Linked DNA regions of Mus musculus: region 1 is linked to region 2. A link is a contact called in public promoter capture Hi-C data. All regions are on one chromosome and are shown on one strand. The core of a region is the stretch at or near the end of the contact, and the rest is flanking DNA. Distances in the headings are between cores, read along the strand shown. Region 1 holds the start of A230103J11Rik (RIKEN cDNA A230103J11 gene). Region 2 holds the start of Tecr (trans-2,3-enoyl-CoA reductase).

What was found. Promoter capture Hi-C pulls out the DNA fragments that hold promoters and counts their contacts.
Region 1: a contact with region 2 is called in a promoter capture Hi-C map of pre-B cells, with 4 times the contacts expected there. The contact joins the promoter of A230103J11Rik here to the promoter of Tecr in region 2. A contact is called at or near these places in 2 of 39 promoter capture datasets (liver and pre-B cells), 1 of 484 Hi-C or Micro-C datasets (B cells) and 2 of 9 other capture datasets (adipose tissue and liver).

The regions. Positions count from the first base shown.
Region 1 is chr8:85,058,732-85,063,421 of GRCm38.p6, reverse strand. It overlaps A230103J11Rik (RIKEN cDNA A230103J11 gene), which reads left to right and starts at 2,962. Exons shown (of 4, transcript NR_110582.1): 1 at 2,962-3,015. It overlaps Fbxw9 (F-box and WD-40 domain protein 9), which reads right to left and starts at 3,303. Exons shown (of 10, transcript NM_026791.2): 1 at 2,886-3,303; 2 at 1,337-1,476; 3 at 1,122-1,250. The coding sequence starts at 3,294. Mir7070 (microRNA 7070) reads right to left here and starts at 1,336; the gene lies at 1,251-1,336.
Region 2 is chr8:83,593,221-83,597,929 of GRCm38.p6, reverse strand. It overlaps Tecr (trans-2,3-enoyl-CoA reductase), which reads left to right and starts at 3,439. Exons shown (of 13, transcript NM_134118.5): 1 at 3,439-3,590. The coding sequence starts at 3,576. D830024N08Rik (a long non-coding RNA gene) reads right to left here. Exons shown (of 3, transcript XR_003947410.1): 3 at 902-942.

The sequences.
Region 1 (4,690 bases), core at 1,713-4,212, 1.5 Mb before region 2:
GAAGGAAGGAAGGAAGGAAGGAAGGAAGGAAGAAAGAAAGAAAGAAAAAAAGAAAGAAGCTCTGGAGCTGGGTGGTGGTGGCGCACGCCTTTAGTCCCAGCACCTGGGAGGCAGAGGCAGGCGGATTTCTGAGTTTGAAGTTTGAGGCCAGCTTGATCTACAGAGTGAGTTCCAGGACAGCCAGGGCTATACAGAGAAACCCTGTCTCGAAAAACCAAAAGGAAAAAAAAAAAAAGAATGTAGCTTCGGGAGCTGGAAAGGTGGCTCAGCAGCTAAGAGCACTGACTGAGCTTTCAGAGGACCCAGGTTTGATTCCCAGCACCCACATGGTGGCTCACAACCACCTGCAACTCTAGTTCCATGGGATCTAACGCCCCATCCTGGCCTCCATGGGCACCAGATGCACAACTGGTCACAGACATATATACAGGTAAAACACCCCACACATAAAATTTTAATTAAAAAAAATGTGCAGCTTCCCCTTCAGAACCTAACTAATCACATGCCCCCCTTTTTATTTACAAAAAAGTGGGGGGGGACCAAAAATGAAAAAACAGTTCCTGCCTTATCAGTTACTATGTGTAATGAGCTGACATCTGGTCAACACATTCCCTGCCAAACCCTTTGAGAAGGCACTGTAATATATGCTCTTTGATAAGTGATGCAATTTGGGCAAAGGGAAATTGAGTTCCCCCACTCAGTAGACATTTGAACTCAGCATTCAGTCTGTTGGTCATGGGCACAGATCACTTTGACGATGGGTAGAGCTGCCCTCCATCAACCGCTTCGCATGAAAGCAGTCATACTGAAGGCTCGCTGATCCCCAGTGACCAGGAACAGCTTTATAGCTACTACCCATTTGCACTTGACCTCTTGACGTATACCTGACAGCTTATTGAGCAACTGTTGTGTGCCAAAGACCAAAATTATGGCATATGCATATTAATACTTAGTCCACTTTCAACTTCATCTTAACCAAAAACAGTAAAAACTGAATTCATCAAGAGTTATACCAACAGTAGAGGTAGAGTCGAGTCTATGCAATCTAACATCAGAACCCAGTCCCCCAGCTGCAGCATCCTCCCAGCCTGTTCTTATCCCCCCGCCCCCAGACTGCTCACCTTGTGTGTGCTATTGCCCTGGGTGCCTAAGGCCTTCACCAGAACTCGGCTGGGATCCTTCCCTAGATGGCGCAGGTCCCACAGGTTGACATTCCGATCCCGGGAGCCTGACAGACACAGTGCCCCACCCTGGAGGGAAGGAGAGCCTGGAGTTAGTTATCCTTGAGGTTCCTCACCTCCTAGCCTGCTTGGCCTCCTGCCTCAGCTCCCCTCACCTGGAGCAGCAACACCGCATCAATGGAAGCAAAGTGGCCATCAGCCAGGCAGAAGTACTCGGTTCGCTGTCCATCCTCTGCCCAGCGGGCCAGGTGCTGCTCCAGCTCAATGCAGGCGGCTGGCCAGTCAAAGTTCTCCTCTATGGTGTAGCAAGAGCAGGGCATTCAGAGGACATCAACTGACAGAGCCCAGCCCTGGCTGTCAGGGAGCCCAACCTTCACCAGACCTAGATAGAATGCTGCCTGGATCCCAAACAGGCACAGGCTCTGGCTTTGTCTCAGGCTACCTGACCACCCATCTCCCATGCAGAACTAAGAATATTTACCCCAGCTCTAAGAAACCGAGACTAACATTTTTACAGGCTTCATTCTCAAACCCTAGCCCAGGTGACAGTAATTTCTCTCTCAATTCTCCCCAGGGGCCTCAAGATTAACCAACTCTTCTGGGTTTAGATCCAGGGACACAGTGGTTAAAACTTCTAACTACCCAAGCAGTGGTGGCGCACGCCTTTAGTCCCAGCACTTGGGAGGCAGAGACAGGCGGAGTTCTGAGTTTGAGGCCAGCCTGGTCTACAGAGTGAGTTCCAGGACAGCCAGGGCTACACAGAGAAACCCTGTCTCAAAAAACAAAAAATTAAAAATTAAAAAAAAATCCTTCTAACTATAAACCAGGAAGCCACATCAAGACACAGAAGCCAAGGGGTGGGAAATATGGCTCGGCAGTAGAGAACTTACCTAAGTTATCCCTAGTCGCTCTTCCTGCCCCCTCCCAAGTCAGAATCTAAACCTCAGGTCAGCCATTCAATGGTCTGGAGGAGGTCCAAGCACCTGTTTTATCAAAGCTGTTTGTAAATCTGACTCGGGGTTGGAGGGCAACTCCCTAATGCAGAAGAATCAAACTCTTCCAGATTAGAGGAATCAAGAGCCTGAGAACCTAGCAATATCAGAACCAGGAACATGTCCGAGACATGCTGAGGATGGGACACGTCATAAAGCATTTACCTAGCATAGCCAAAGCCCTGAGTTCTGTCCTTAAAAGCAACAGCAAAAACTCAAAATCATCGATTTCAAGTTGTCTCTTCCTCCAGAAACCAATGACCTCAAGGGCAGAAGGAACAACACAGCTCTGCAAAGATGACAAGGCTAGCCCAAACACTTGTAAGGCTAAGGAGCTACATGAGAACCTGCCCCAAAATAATAAAATAAAATAGAAAAGGTGACAGGCTAGACCTAGAACTGAAAGATTACTGGTATTAATGATCCCAATCGGGAGTCTAGAAATTCAGAACCTCTTAACGAATCCTGGATCAACACTCCATGGGTCAAAGGCTTTGTTATGCTAGTTGCTGCTTGTGCCTCAAGTTGTTTCCAAAGCTTGGGAATTCTTGGGCTAGGGCCTTTGTGCTAACAAAGCGCAAACCCGGAAATCTTTGGATTTTAAGTTTAGAAATCCCAGGTCCAGAGCACTTCCTGAGGAAACCAAGTGGCCTTGTGGTCGACAAGGATTAGGCAGCACCCCAAAATTCCTGTCTCCCAAGGATGTGCATACCTTCCACCACTGGGTAGGGTGCGCGTACGCGGCGCTGAGCGCGTAGCCTCCAGGTGACACGATCACGCACGAGGTCGTGCAACGCTTGGCACACGCACGGCAGGACTTGAAGCACGACTCGCGCATCCAGGTAGGCACAGATCTCCAGCAGCAGCTCCGGGGGAAGGCTCAAGAGGCCCGGTAGGCGCACGGCCGGGACTTTGGAGGCGGCCTTTCGCTCCGGCACGCCTAGGGACGCGGAGAACATGGACTGCAGTGACGAGCGCCGCGGGGTCAGGCCAAGCTTGGGAGGGGTAAGCACACGGGCTACGTAGGCCTCAGCTTGAGTGTCAGGGTCGGGATCTGGCTCGGGGTCAGATTCCTCCTCACAAGAGCGAGGATCCCCACTCCGCCCTGAGGAAAGATCCATGGCGCCCGGGTGGGCGCGGCTGTACAGGTTTAGCCAGAGCCGCGTCTTGTTTCCTAGGCAGCGCGAGATCACTTCCGGCGCCCATTAGATGACGTCAGAGACTAACACCTGCCAGATATTGCTTGGAAATCAGACGTCTAGTCCTGTGCGGGTGTGAATGGTTTTTTTTTTTTTTTTTTTTTTTTGGTTTTTCGAGACAGGGTTTCTCTGTATAGCCCTGGCTGTCCTGGAATTCACTTTGTAGGCCAGGCTGGCCTCGAACTCAGAAATCCACCTGCCTCTGCCTCCCGAGTGCTGGGATTAAAGGCGTGCACCACCACGCCCGGCGTTTATCTTTTATTTCTACTCCTTTTTTTTTTTTTTTTTTAAGGCAGGGTTTCTCTGTATAGCCCTGGCTGTCTTGGAACTCACTTTGTAGACCAGGCTGGCCTCGAACTCAGAAATCCACCTGCCTCTGCCTCCCGAGTACTGGGATTAAAGGCATGTGCCACCACCACCCAGCTAAATAATTCTTAAAAAAAAAAAATGGTCACTGGGTCCTCAACCCGGGCAGTGGGCACGCCTTTAATCCGGCTTCTACTCTTATATTTGGAATCCCCTGAAGCTAGGTTTACAGGTCGGCAATCACCTCTTGTGGATGCTAGAAACCCAATTTTCATCTTCTCCAAGACCAACTGCTTTGTTTTAGACAAGTAATCCAGGATGGCCTCTAATTCGGTGGGTGACCTGCCTCTGCTCTCTCTGTTGAAATGAAAGGCACCTATCTCGCTCACTTAAAGTGCTCTTAAGCCATGGGCCATCGACCGTTTCAGCCCTGGAGTTTATGCTTTGTACGCATTTGGAGGCCTGAGGTTGAGATGGTTGGAGGCCTTCTTCAATCTCCATCTTAGTTTATTGTCCTAAATTTTGTGTGTGCTCCCGTGCACCACAGGTCACATGTATCAGAGCAACTCTGTGGAGTCACTTCTCCATCACCTTTACATAGGTTCTGGAATCAAATTAAGGTAAACAGGCAGCAAACATCTTTATGTGCTGAGCCAACTCTCACAGCAGGCATCTTATATCTTGAAACAGCTATTGACTAATGACTTTTAGCTAGACTGGCTGGCCAGCCAGTGAGCCTCAGGAAGCCTTCTGTCTCTGTTCACCAGGAGTTGCTCTCCTGTGCCCAACACTGATGTGGGCAATCCTAATTTAGGTCTTCAACTTTGCATGGCTTCAACAGTTAAGCTCCACGCCTAAGTTTATTTTGGGGTCAAATGACCATTGTCTAGGAACTCTGATTCAATTTCAAATAGGTCAGGCAAAACTGTGGGCAATAAATGGTTAAGGACTAAAGGTAGTAGGCCAGGATAATTTCACATAGACGAGTCACAGCTCCCCACAATCAGTCCTG
Region 2 (4,709 bases), core at 2,190-4,689:
TGAAGTTAAAGTCACCTCCATCCCCTGATTTCTTCCTTCATAACACTTGGCCCCCGTCACTCACTTCTCTGGTACTCCCCTGTTGTGGTTTTTTAACTTTCCTGGTTTCTGCAGGTCAGGTTATGGACCTAAATCTAAAGATTTGGAGCTAGGAGCCTCAAATTTGAGAACACCTGTGGCATTTCTCTTTCTGGGTCTGTGTTATTTCATTTAATAGGATCAATTTGAGTTCCATGTTCCATTCATTTCCCTGCAAAGCTTATTGGCACAAGCCATGTAGGAAAAGTTATGGTAAGCGAGTGAGTTTTCTGGAGATGGCCTACCATTTTGCATGGCAACAATGGGTGTGCTTTGAGAGACATGGACCCCAGAGATTTCGCCCCAGGATTGCTTCTTGCTGCTGCTGTGTCTTTCCTGCCACTATCACACAGGCTAAGGAATCCTGGGCATCAGCCCACCCTATTGAGCAAACTTCCTGCAGATCATTATGAAGGTGTACTTTCATGTAATAATGCTGTTTAGATGAATTGATGATTTCATAATTCCTGATAATGATTTTATAGAACTCTTGAATTGATTCAAGTAATTTTAAGCTCCTGGTAAAATAAAAAGCTGCAAATAGAGTTTTTAAAAAAATATTTATTTATTTATTTTTATGTATATGAGTACACTGTAGCTGTACATATGGTTGTGAGCCACCATGTGGTTGCTGGGAATTGAACTCAGGACCTCTGCTTGCTCCGACCCTGCTTGCTCTGCCCCAAGTTTATTTATTATTATTATATATAAGTACGCTGTAGCTGTCTTCAGACTCATCAGAAAAGGGCATCAGATCTCATTACGTATGGTTGTGAGTCACCATGTGGTTGCTGGGATTTGAACTCAGGACCTTCGGAAGAGCAGTCAGTGCTCTTAACCCGCCTTATAAGCCATCTCTCCAGCCTGTAAACAGAGTTCTTTGTTATGGCATGTAAATTGCACTAGGAAGAAAAATACACTTAGAACAAATCAATTATTCTAGATCAGGTCCAAGGATGAGGCCACAAGTGTGCACTATGGAAAAGCAAGGGCATGTGAAACTGTTGCTTTGAACTTGTGAGCTTATAGAATGAAACACTGCTTTGAACTTACTATTGACATCTTCTGGGACTCCCTTTTGTTTAGCATTTTATCTGTGAGGTAATTTTATAAAGAACTTTTGTCTAAGAAGCTATAAAAAGGCTGGGAGAAAAATAAATGTGTAGATGTCAGGCTGACTTCCTTTTTTATGTTTTTTCTTTCTCTGTGGAGCCAGTTATTTATTTCGTAGTGTTCTGCCTGCATATATACTGCAGGCCAGAAGAGGGCACCCGATCTCATTATAGATAGTAATGAGCCACTTTGTAGTTGCTGGGAACTGAACTCTGGACCTTTGGGAGAGCAGCCAATGCTCTTAAACTCTGAGCCATCTTGCCAGCCCTCACAAAGAGTTAATGAGCTTCTCGACAGGCCAGTGAGAGGCCCCTGAGTTAAAGAATAAAGAGTCCAAGTAATTCCATTTCTTTTCCTAATCTCCTACTGCTATCAGCAGGAGTCACTTGCCAGAAGCCACCAGTCCTGGTCCCCAGAACAGTAAAAGAGGGTTAGTGACCAGAGGGCATTCTCCTCTGCTCTGCGCCCCACATCGGTACCTGAGTGTCAGGGTGGAACCCTGACAGTTCACAATTTCAGTTTTCTTTACAGCAAAATAGTATTGCACAGAGTATATGTACCACACTGCCATTAGCCAGCCGTCGATCAGAGAATGTTTACGTACGTTGTATTTCCTAGCTACTGTGTATGGCAGCCAACATGGCTGAGCAAGTATCTGTGGAGTGAGAAGTCCTTTGGTCATATGCCAAGGAGCAGTATAGCTGGATTATATGGTTTATTTTTTTGGCTTTTTGAGAATTCTCAAACTTATTTCCATAGTGGCTACACCAGTTTGCAATCCTCCCAGCAGTGAACAAGGGGTTACCTTTCCCTACACGCCCTCTAGAATTTGTTAATGGTTGTTTTATTGGTTTTATCCATTCTGACAGAGATGAGATGAAGCCTCAAAGTTTAATTTCTGTTTCTCTAACTCTAAAGAATGATGAATACTTTGAGATATATGTTAGCCATTTGTATTTCTTCTACTGAAAACGTCTGTTCTGATCCACAGCCCCTCCCCCCTTTTTCTGGCAAGAAAGTCTACAATTTTATTGGGCCTGTTATATAATATTATTAAACTAACCCTAAATGCCATGTCTGAACATTTATTCCTGCAGTATATACATATATATATTCAGGCTGCAGACTACAGCAAGCAGAATCTGGCTGCACTAGGCTTTTAACATTTTATATTTACTTATGAGAGTGTGTGTATATGTGTGCTTGCACATGTGCCATGGTGTCTCTGTTCCGGCCTTACATTATGTGGGTCCCTGGGATTGAATTGAGCCCATTAGGTAGGATACCAAATGCCTTCATTTGTAATGTCTTTTTTTTTTTAAGATTTATTTATTCTATATATATGAGTACACACTGTAGTTGTACAGATGGTTGTGAACCTTAATGTGATTGTTGGGAATTGAATTTAGGACCTCTACACCTCTGCTTGCTCTGGCCAACCCCACTTGCTCCGGTCCAAAGATTTATTTATTAAAATAAGTTCACTGTAGCTGTCTTCAAACGCACCAGAAGAGGGCATCAGATCTCATTATGGGTGGTTGTGAGCCACCATGTGGTTGTTGGGATTTGAACTCAGTACCTTTGGAAGAGTAGTTGGTGCTCTTACCCACTGAGCCATCTCACCAGCCCCTGTAATGTCGTCTTTCTCTGCACTGTTCTCTGATGTCCTGTATTTTTAGACTGGCAGCACCTGTCATTTTTTTCCTGTATATTTCAAGGGCTCAGTAGCTACATGTGGCCAGTAGTAACCAAACTGTACACGATAACGCAGGCAGAGACAAAGGTGGTTTTGCTTCTAGGGCCAGCTCAACTGACAGGAGCTGTTTTAGGAGGGGCACCTGTAGAATGCGGTGCAGGTTTTCTTTTCCTTTCTCCATTCGTGATATCTGGAGTCCTTTCAAGGGTCCTGGTGATGGATGATAATCTGAGGTCTCATCTCTTAGATGAGCTTCTCTACATCTACGAATTCACCCCAAGCCTGGCTCTCCGGGCCACGCAGCTCTTTGTTCTCGTTTTGCCGCATTGACCCCTCAGCCTGACGTCGCTGGATTTCCACCGCAACACTGCAATGGGCGGAGCCAGAGGGCGCGCGGCGCCCAGGCTTCCTTTTGATTGGTGGGTGGCCGGGTTTTAATCTTGCTTGCCAAAGTGGGGGGGAGGGGGTCCGCTGCGCTCCTTGGATCGAGAAATCTGATTGGTCAGTTGTGTGGCGCGAGCAGTGGGTGCACCCCACGCTGATTGGCAGGAGGGACGCACGCATAGAGGGGGGCGGAGCCGGAGTCCGGGAGTGCTGCTCCCCGAGTGTGTGTGGAGCTGGGTGGTGTTTGGTGCGGTACGGCGGCCACTCAGTTGCAGCAGAGCAGGTGCCATCCTGTGGAAGAACCATGAAGCACTACGAGGTAAGCAGCGCGGGGCCCTGGGCCATGATTACCGCAGACCGCAAGTGTCCTGCAGGGCCTCGGAACCTTTTTTTATGGTCTGACTCTCCGCCATGGCGCAGGCGCAGTGTAGTCTCATTGCGCATGTGCAGGGGGGTATTTATAAACCTGCCACCCAGGTTGTTTGGGGATGCCTTTTCTTAGGGTCTTGCAGGGCCTAGGAGAAGCTTGCAGCTTCCTTGCAGCATCCTTGATGGCCTGAGTGGCAGGTGTTCAGGAGGAGTGCGGTGCGGAGCACTTGGTTTTGGTACGAACGATTCTCTTGCACAATCCTTGCACGTTGTCAGCGCCTCGGGCTCAGGAGGGGCTCTGCAGCCAGCCTGCCTCTTCCGACCTTCGCACCCACCTCGCCAAGATGCCTGGGCGGCGAGGGAGTTGGTTCCAGGGTCACGCCAGCCCGTGACCGCCAGGGAAGAAATCTGAATGCGCAAGACCATTCTGGAAGCTCATGTCTTCTGACTGTATCTTGGGTCACCTTTCCTCTTAAAACCAAATCTTCTAATGCTCTTCTCGACCTGATGATACTAATTTCGTTGTTGCTGACTTTTAAGTAATCATCATAAAACAGTAACTCACTGCTCACATTCATAGTAAGAATACATTAGTCAGGGCTAACTACCGTATTACTGAGGTTTTGTTATGTCCTCAGACTCATAGTCCTCTGCGGAGGGATTTGTAGTTTGTTACTATGTAGGTGAAAGTCAGAGATGTCCAGTGAGTTGTTGGAAGGTCCCTGCTAGTAATTGCAGAACAGAAAGGAAATGCAGATTTCTTTTCAAAGGCATAGTTTCTAACCACTAGCAGTGCGGTTCCGGGTAAATGAAAGCTGCCAAGCTGAGAGTTGTGTGTATTTCTCCCCTCAGATCTTAAATTTGTGATGAATTTAGTCAACCTCAGCCTAGCCTTAGGTTAGGGTTTTTTTTGTTTTTTTTTTTTTTCCCCTTCCCTGCCTGCTCCCTCAGTTTGTAGTGCTAGGCTTAGAACTCAGGGCTTTTCTCCTGCTAGGCAAGTACTCTAAACTCTCTTTGATCTTGTAAAACTGAAGCTGTACAGCAGTGTACAGTATCTCCCCATTCCCTC